2 separate regions of the Zea mays genome follow, and region 1 is linked to region 2. A link is a contact called in public Hi-C data. All regions are on one chromosome and are shown on one strand. The core of a region is the stretch at or near the end of the contact, and the rest is flanking DNA. Distances in the headings are between cores, read along the strand shown.

Region 1 (4,732 bases), core at 1,526-4,025, 180 kb before region 2:
TCGGTATGAGCCCACCAAACCTTAGGGTTAGGTTTCTTAACATGGCTAAAGTGTAGACACGTCAGCTAAACTCGATTGTTTTAGCAGCAGTCTTCGCCTCTTCGGGCTTCTGCTGGCAGAGGCTGGTCACGGTGGTTGGGCCTGAGACCAGGTGGACGATGCCTCTAGCCCATGGACTGAAAGGCGTAAAGCCGTGAAAATACAGTGGAGAATGGACCTTTTTGTCCCTATTAGTGGGGTTTTTCATGTTTGCATAAATGGTTCGGCCTCGTGCTAGCCCATGGGTCATGGCCTCGACCCAAGCATGGTCCGATGCATTGGGCTGGGCCGAGCTAGCCCGAAATAATTTTGTGTAGTGCATGTCGTGCTTTTTCCTGTCTTGTGTCAATCCGCCAGACCCGAACCAAATGTACAACTCTAATGCATCTAGGGAGCAAAAGCAGCTTCTGGTAGCAGAAGCTCTCCGTAAGCTAAGGAAGTGTTTGGCATAGCTCAACTTCACATAAACCAGCTCAGCTTCATAATAAACTTCATAGTTGAGCATCCCTGTTTCAAATTAATGGAGTTTCTAAATATGTTTGGCATGGAGATCAACTTTAGCTTGAATAAAATGAGATTTTGTTTAGAAAAGTCTCTTGTACCCTTGAATATGTAAGGGATTGTTTTTGTTGTTGTAATCAATTAATACTATCTCCGTTCTTTGTTAGTTGTCATTAGTTTAAAAATAAACTAACATACGATAAATATTCAAAAACAGAGGTAGTATTATAGGTCTTGTCACCGCCTGGCCAATCAAATGCACCAAGCATGAAAATGATTATCGTTCGTCTACTCAATGTATAGTAACCATAATGACCAAGTTGGAAAAAAGTTCACTAAACAACTGACCAGTTCATATGGCATGCAAGAAAAGCTGAATAACTGCCGCGACTTGTAGACCATTGGATGTGTGGGCGTGGAGGTCGACGCCCTCATGCTGACGTCTACCGGATTCCCCACGCCCGGTTGTGTCGAGGCAGCTAGATGGCATGCCTAAGCTCTGGCTGCCCACACTAGGGTTCACAATTTTGTTTGCATAGATACGAAATTGAATTTCGTATTTTTTATATTTTAAATCGAAATCTACTAAAATTCGGAACAAAATTCGATTTTCGGTGAGTAACAAAAACAGAATAATTCATCGAAACCTGCTGATTTCTATTTGAGAAAGTGAACGCTGGACCACACGCACAGGTCCCTATGGCCACCGCAACGACGGTGGCGAGCTCAAGCAGCTCTATGCTGAGGTTTGTCGGCACACGTCACATGTCCCCGGTGAGCTCCGACGTCAATCTATGCATGTCGGCGACGACTGTAGTGGATCCATGGAGAAGGGGAAAGGTGTATTGCAGATGGCTGGTCTTGGTGTGAGGCGCTGGCATGGCCATCGATCAGTGACGGAAATAGAAAAAACGATTCGTTTGACATGTAACCAATGGCAAAAGTGGGTAATTTCATCCTAACTTCATGAGTGAGTTGAAAATATCGATTCATGAAGCACCCTTTTGGCTGCTTCATAGATTTAGGCCCTATTTGGGAGGGTCATTTGAAGAATTGCAGCTTTGGTTTTCTAGCTTCTCCATGAAACGGCTTCAACAGATTAGTAAGACAGGATTCAAGAGTGTTTGGTTTGCACATAGGCTCCAGCTTCTGTAATATAATTAATTTGTGCGAGTTTCTTAATTACCTTTGATGATTAATGGGTGGAGAAAGAGACATGAATTGATAGGTTATGTAACCAATGGTATGGTGGGTAATTTTTGTGCAACTTCATGAAGAGGTATGAAAACAATGTTTTTGAAGCACCCTTCGAGGAGCTTCAAAAATTTCATGAAACTGGTCTCTAGTTTCAGTTTTTTTTGGAACTAGAGCTCGTGGAGCTGGACCCGTTTGGATAGAACAAGCTGAAGTAGACCTGCAAATTTTGAAATGAAGCTCAAACAGACCCTTAGTGAACTTAGGATCAATTTCACCTTTTTTTTTGGTGAAACTGAGTTGGTGAAGTTAAGCGTGTTTGACTAGAGTTTTCAGCCCTGTTTGGGAGAGCTTTACTTTAAGAAATTTAAGTCTATTTCAGCTTCTATCCAAACACGTCTAGCTCCACGAGCTATAGCTTAAAAAATTGAAACTAGAGGACAGTTTAATGAAAATTTTCAAGCTCCTTAAAGGGTGCTTCAAAAACACTATTTTTATACCTCCTCATGAAGTTGTACCAAAATCACCTAACATGCCACTGGTTACATGACCTACCGATTCATGTCTTTTTCTCCACCCGTTAATCATCAAGGGTAATTAAAGAAACTCACACAAATTAATTGTATTACAAAAGCTGAAGTCTATGTATAATACAAACATTTTTTAACACCATCTTACCAATCTGTTAAAGTTGTTTCGTGATGAAACTGGAAAACCAAAACTATAATTTTTGAAATAGAACCCTTCCAAACAAGGCCTTATACCCTAAAACAAACAGATTTAAGTCGATCGGTTCAACGTGTTTAGACCTTTTCGCTATTTTGAATTGGGCTGGGCCTAAGGCAGGGACTAGCTAGTCGCTACGTGATATGCAGTCGATAGTGTGCGCCCAGGCCCAGTTTGCTCGATTCGATTTGCCATGGGAATTTGGTGGGCACTAGGCCTCACTCAGCCCACCGGCGCCTATCCCCAACCCTAGGTCAGCCCATATATATAAACCCGATATTTAGGGTTTCCTTCTCTCACTTGTGTAGCCCAACGAGAAGAGCGGCGGCGCGGGCGGACAAGGAGCAGGCGGAGGAGGAGCTGTGCCAAGCCACAATGGGTAAGATTCCATCCACCTGCTTCTCGTTTTGCCTGTACTGACATAGCTGCCGCGGTGGTTCTCCGATTTGAGCGACGCTGTCGCAGTCGTTTCCGGTTTGATCGACGCTGCCGCGATGGTTCTTCGGTTTGGCTGATGAGATGCTAATGGGTGCCTCTGCGTATGGTTTGGATGTGTTCGTGCAGGTATCTCACGCGACTCGATGCACAAGCGCCGTGCCACCGGTGGAAAGCAGAAGGCCTGGAGGAAGAAGCGAAAGTAATGACCGTTTCTCTTCCCTATGTTATTGACGGCTGGATTCACTTAGCTCTGCTTTTGTTCTGTAATATGCTGCTGCTTGATTAGATCACCGGTCCTAACTTGTTAACTTTGCATGTCGATTCCCTGTGGATCTTGTAGTGGTTGCAGCGGTAATGCGGTATTAATTGGTCTGAGTTGTATCAAGGATTCAAATAATGTTTTTCTCTCTTGACATCATTAGTTGAACTCCAGTGATATATGCTTGTCGCCCTTAATTGTGAGGTTACTGAGTATTGCCTAATAAAAAATTATCTGTGTCTGTTAAAGTTGTTTACCATGATGCTTCCAATGAAATGCCTGAGCCTTGACAGTTCATAAGTAATTGTATCTGTCAATTCTATGTATTTTTCAATTTTCTTGAAGGCAATTAGCCAATTTCACTTGGTGAAGTTTGTGTTTCTCAGAATAGTCTTTTTTATCACAACTAGTCCATACTACATGTTTGACAGTTTGAGGCAGCACTAAAATTGTAGATCATTTGTGTGCAAGTTTCATCAAACTGAATTGGTGTCATCGGCTTGCTTAAAAGAGTTGTTTATCGATATGGCTTTGTTGTGTCGCAGTACTATGCTAGGACTTACATTCAAAGGTTTATTCTGCTTGTCATTTCTCTTGAAGGTATGAGCTTGGTCGCCAGCCGGCCAACACCAAGTTGTCAAGCAATAAGACAGTGAGGAGGGTCCGTGTTCGTGGAGGTAACGTGAAGTGGAGGGCTCTTCGCCTTGATACTGGTAACTACTCATGGGGAAGTGAAGCTGTTACCCGCAAGACCCGTATCCTCGACGTGGTCTACAATGCATCAAACAATGAGCTTGTGAGGACACAAACCCTTGTGAAGAGTGCCATTGTGCAAGTTGATGCTGCCCCATTCAAGCAGTGGTACCTCACTCACTATGGAGTTGACATTGGTAGGAAGAAGAAAACCCCTGCTGCAAAGAAGGATAATGCTGAGGTATTCTTTCTTGGAACACAGCTTCTCACTATTTACCACTGAATGTTTTAGTAAGGTATTGGCTTCGTAGTTCATACATCATTTTTTGTAGCTGACAAATATAAGCTCGTTAGGTAACTCTTCTTTTTTAACCACATGAATAGCTTGTTTCTGCACTAGCCTATTTTAGATTTCTGTATGAAAAATGTAGAAGTTGATAATTTTTATCAATATATTTTGTTTGCTTGAAGTATTTCTAGAAAGCAGATGTCAATAGTTCATTACTTTTCATTTTCTTTACTCTAGTAGCTCATATGTTTCCTCTGGTGGTTCATTTATTGTTTGATATAATATCCATCCAGGGACAAGAGGTTGAGGCAGCAGCTGAGGAAACGAAAAAGAGCAACCATGTCACGAGGAAGCTTGAGAAGCGCAAGGAGGGACGTACCCTTGACCCACACATTGAGGAGCAATTTGGCAGTGGACGGTTGCTGGCATGCATTTCTTCCCGCCCTGGACAGTGTGGCCGAGCTGATGGGTACGAAATAATGGACCTCCACCAGACTTTCTTAGTATTTTTAGAGCAGCATATCTGTGTGTGTACTACAAACTTTTGTTGCTTAAATCATAATGGTCGTTTTGATTTTAGATATCTTGTCATG
Region 2 (5,070 bases), core at 504-3,003:
CTTCCGTTGCGCCTAGTCGAGGCCCATTAGGTGCCCTGCTGGACGACTTATTGGGGTCCTCTCAAGCGGCCCATGGTGTGTATCTGTGTCTCGGTGACCCAGGGGATATCTATCTCCCACACTCGATACTCTTGGATTGGAGTGGTCTTGGGAATTAGAGTGTGTTTAAATCCATAACAGATCTAAATTCTCCTCAATCACTTCTAATCCACTACAACTCGTCTCATTCCAAGAGTAACTAAGACCTTGTTTGGATACTCTCGTATTCATCTCAATCCACATGTATTGAGGTGGATTGGGGTGTAAATTAGTTTAAGTTCCATAGCAATCCACCTCAACATATATAGATTGGGGTGAATACAAAAGTATCCAAACAACGCCTAAACAGTTTAGGCCTAAGCGGGGGGGATGGGCGCGGTATGGACATGCTGGTAGCTATGAGTAATCGTGCTGCCGTCCTTTGGCTGAGCCAAAATTTGAAACTACTATAGTCCCATTTTGAATTTAAATTAGTTTATAAAAGAAAAATATTAATGTTAATTATATACTCTCACCACCACAAAATTAAAGGAGGCTTTGAATTTCAAATATTCCCCTCCTAGATTACAAGAAGTTTTGAGTTTTAAATAAATTCATGTATTATTCTATATATGGTTTTATATCTATATCTAAACTCAATGATAACTATTTGGATATAGACGGGGCGAGAGGCTTCCGACCTTATATAATTTGAACGGAGGGAGTGTATGTGTTTTGTATATATGTTTAGATTTAGCACCATCTCATTTGAACATTGTTAAGAGGGACAAAAGGCTAAACTGTGATACTCCGTATCATAATTTACTCTAAGTGCATTATAATCATGTCATCATGTGCGTATTTATAAAATTTTAGATTAATTAATTTAATTTTCATTTGAATAAATTCAAATACAATTTTTATTCAAAAGTTGAATCATCCAAGGGCAAAAATACAAATAAATAATTTAATTTATGCCCTTCCTCTTTTGTTCCTGGACCTATATTTAATTTTACCCTAGAGGGTGAAATGTAACAAGTAAGGGCCTGATTGGTTGCCCGCATATAGGCCAACCAGGCTCACGGTATGCGGCCATAGTGTGTTTGGTTGTAGGTTGCATCCACGTAACCAGGCGCGTGCTACTTTGCCGCTTGTTTGGTTTGCCGCATATGCATCAGCGCCTGTGTCTCGCGATGCAAAAAAGGAGCTCGGGCCAGGCTCTGGAGATGCGACCAAAATCTGCGCATCTGTGGAGCCAGGCTCACGCGATGCACAGCCAGGCTGCCGCGGACCTGGCTCGCTCGGCTATGCTGCCTAGATACGGCAACCAATCAGGCCCTAAATGTAAAAAAGGAACGGAGGGGGATGCCGCCGGGCAACACGCGTCAGCCACACCCCACGTGACACAATGGCGACCCGCTTGCATAACGGCGCTGGCAGGTGGGGCCCACCCCCAGTCGGCCACTCTCCCCTCTTTCGGGCGCAGAGCCAAAGGCGTTGGTGGTCCGGTTCAGCTAAACGATCGTTACCGTAATCGGAGCGGAAATAAGACTGGTTTTCCGTGGAACCGGTGACCCGGCGGTTCACATATGAACCAGACGTTTTTTGATTTTACCCAATGTAGCCCCTCAATCAATTCAGTGCGGCCATGTCTACTCAGGGGTATAAACGGAAAAGCAAAGTTTTTAGGGTTGTTGCTGCCCGTGTGCCAGGCGAAAAACGTAGCCTCGCACTCTCGCAGGCGGCGGCGCATCGAGAAACAGGGCTGCGGCTGTTGCTTCTTCCACCTCTCCGGCCATCCGGCGGTCCATCGTTCCGTGCCGGCGGCCTCCCCTCCTACGCCCCTGCCGATTCTTCAATCTTCACCAACGTCTGCGCGTAGCAGGCTAGCAGTCGGCACGGCTTCCTCAGATCTGCCGGACGACTTGCTGTTCGTCACCGACTCACCAGCAACCAACGTCAGCCATCAGCCGGCAGCAGGGGAAGCTGGGCGGAGGGTCATTGCGGCACGGCGTCCAGGCGTACAGAAGGCACCAGCAACAGCCCATGGCAAACGGTTCGTAAATCTTAACTCTGCATCCAATTCCTACGCCGCTCCGTACTTGTTCCCCACCCCGCATCTGAAACCCTAAAATGGATTCCTCAGCCGCAGATGACCCTATGGCAGATGAAGCCGGAGTAGAAGATGCCTTCACACAGGAGATCAATCATTCGTACGTCCCTAGATACCATGTGTTGAGTTGGATGGAAACTGTGGAGGGGATGGTGGCCGGTGTGGCGTCGCTTCCGCCGGTGTATTTGATACTGAACAGAGGTGCGATTTTCTTTTATATTTCTTCCAGTTCATGTTCTCCTTGTGTGGCTGGTGCTGGATTCAACCGATCTAGGGAAGAGATGTTAGTTGATTTGCTGTAAAAATCAATATGTTAACAGAGATATATGATACATGCTCCTGCTTGCTCATGATGCCGGTTTGGTGCCAAAGCTGTATGCCCCCCTTCCTATCTGTGTTTTTTGTTCTATAATTTGGAGGTTTCTTAGTTTTTTACTACAGTATTTGCCTATTACGTATCACGTTGCATCTAATTAGCTCTTCGTTGCCCATGCCAAGATCTTCTTGAGACGGGATGGGGATGGAAGAGGCTGGTGCCCTACAGACCTGGTTATGTTGAGTTGCATGTGTTCAAGAAATACCTTGGGGACTATTTCGACCATAATCGTGAAGCTTTTCTTTGTGCCGAGCAGAAGCCTGATCCATTTGGATGGATTGTTGCTGAAAAGAGTGCCCTGATTGCTGCAGCCAAATCGGTATAGTTCCCCTACCTCTGCATTACTGAACTGTGGCCTGCCATACTTGTTTATATTTTATATATTGGTTCAGTTGCCAATTAACTTGCACCATTGCAAAAACAATCAAAATGCTTTCCAGTGCCTCAAGATGGAGAAGGCACTTCTCAGGTACTGTGCTAGCTTTCTCACTCCTGACGACAAAAGGCTGATCCTCCGGATCAAGGACCAGGCAAAGCAAATGATCCAATCAGAGGGTGATCAATCTTTGATTGTAACTATATGCTTGGAGGTATGCTTGCTACAAACTACACCAAACTGTTGCCAAACTAGTTTTCTAGTAATTATTGGTTCATGTTTAACTTGTTGCTTTGCACCAAATGCAAACTGTGGTCCCAAGTGTATTGCGAAGGAGGCCGAGTTAATGTACAATTATTTGCCTTGTGATTTTGACACCACCGAAGAAGTCGCCGTCTGCAATAAGGTTCGGCGGTCTGCCTTGAATCTTATGCTCTACAAAGGTTCTGAATCTGCTGTTGCTGCTGGTGCCATGATGGTGTGTTCCTGATACTCTCTCCATTCATTTTATAGGCTTTATTTTGACTATGCAAAAACCAATATTCTGCTGTAAATTCTCCCTATAGTATTATGTTGGTAGTTACAAAATCATAGTCAGTAGCAAGTGCTTTTAATTAGGAATTGTTACGTAACTCACATTTTATGGGACTAATGTCTGGTCAAAGCATGAACTTGGATAGTCAAACCACACCTTATAAATATGAATATAGGGAGTAATTGTGTATTTTTTAATCCTCTGTTATCCTGTCAAGCTTCTTTAACCAAACTGCAAAAACGATGTACTTGAAGGGTATCACAACAGAGGCTAAGTCCATTTTTGACTTGCTTAGTCGAGACCATGACGTGGTCATGGAAGTTTTTACTTGTGAGAGTATAAGGGAACATACAGCATCAGTTCTGACCCAGCTTGGGAAGGAATTTGCTTGCGAGACTGCTACTGTGAACAGCTCATCAGCGCGGCCTATGGGGTATTGTCTGAATATTAAACCTTAACTTCATTTCGCTTAATGCAAATATTGTTGCATCATATTAGTGATATTTGATTACTCTCTTCTATCTGTAGGGTCAGTGATGTTAGAGATCTGAACTCTGAAGTATCTGGTTCAATGGAAGACTGTACGAGTATGGATGGAGCAAGGTTTTAAAGTCGGCTAGTCGACTCTAGTCGCCTAAGCACCGATAAGGTGACTAATCGCGATTAGTCGTCGATTAGCTCGATTAGTCGATCCTAGTCGACTCCCTAGTCGTCCTATAGTCGTCCATCTATAACAGGACCATATATATATATATATATACTAGATTGCAAATCTATTGACAATATTACAATGAAACTGTAGAATGAATGAATGATCATGTTTTCACTAAAAGGTAAAGATCACTTAGACACTTACCTTGGATTGGAGTATACAACAGCACACTGCAAGATTAGTAGGACAACACTTCTGGTATATCTCCAGCAGCCTTACTAGTGCAAAACGTCATATATCTCCAACAAAGCAAGCAGAGGAGGGCGTCCAGCAAGCAGAGGAGGGCGGCGGCGCTTACAGCAGCAGCAAGCAGAGGAGGGCGGCGCTCAGAGCAGCAGCAAGCAGAGGAGGGCGGCAGCGCTCAGAGCAGCAGCAAGCAGAGGAGGGCGGCGGCGCTCACAGCAGCAGCAAGCAGAGGAGGGCGGCGCTCAGAGCAGCAGCAAGCAGAGGAGGGCGGCAGCGCTCAGAGCAGCAGCAAGCAGAGAAGGGCGGCGACGCTCACAGCAGCAGCAAGCAGAGGAGGGCGGCGCTCACAGCAGCAGCAAGCAGAGGAGGGCGGCGGCGCTCAGAGCAGCAGCAAGCAGGGGAGGGCGGCGGCGCTCAGAGCAGTTAGCAGCAAGCAGATGAAGCGGTGGCGCTCAACTCCAGCTAGGTTAAAGACTGTAACGGCATTGGCACAGTTTCAGGCTTTTCAGCCCCCCTGGTGGGCCGGCCCAAATAGAAAAGAGCAGCCTGGAGCCCAAAACAAAGCACCTAGTCGAGAACAACCCTAATCGGACGACTAATCGCCGACTAATCGCGATTAGTCGGACGACTAGGTTTCTAGTCGCCCTAATCGCGTCGGTGGCCCTAATCGGCCTTGCAGCAGCGATAAGTCCGACTAATCGCGACTAATCGCGATTAGTCGGACGACTTTAAAACCATTCCGATGGAGACAATG

Evidence for each region. Hi-C and Micro-C count contacts between places; a contact is called where the count stands out from the background.
Region 1: a Hi-C map of tassel shows a contact between it and region 2, with 2.8 times the contacts expected there. The contact joins the promoter of LOC103654829 here to the promoter of LOC100272605 in region 2. A contact is called at or near these places in 2 of 25 Hi-C or Micro-C datasets (leaf and tassel).

The regions. Positions count from the first base shown.
Region 1 is chr4:241,265,301-241,270,032 of Zm-B73-REFERENCE-NAM-5.0, reverse strand. It overlaps LOC103654829 (40S ribosomal protein S8-like), which reads left to right and starts at 2,775. Exons shown (of 5, transcript NM_001378299.1): 1 at 2,775-2,839; 2 at 3,025-3,097; 3 at 3,758-4,091; 4 at 4,433-4,608. The coding sequence starts at 2,836.
Region 2 is chr4:241,085,383-241,090,452 of Zm-B73-REFERENCE-NAM-5.0, reverse strand. It overlaps LOC100272605, which reads left to right and starts at 1,753. Exons shown (of 6, transcript NM_001147068.1): 1 at 1,753-2,074; 2 at 2,165-2,332; 3 at 2,452-2,505; 4 at 2,630-2,826; 5 at 2,948-3,097; 6 at 3,206-3,579. The coding sequence starts at 2,065. The coding sequence ends at 3,373.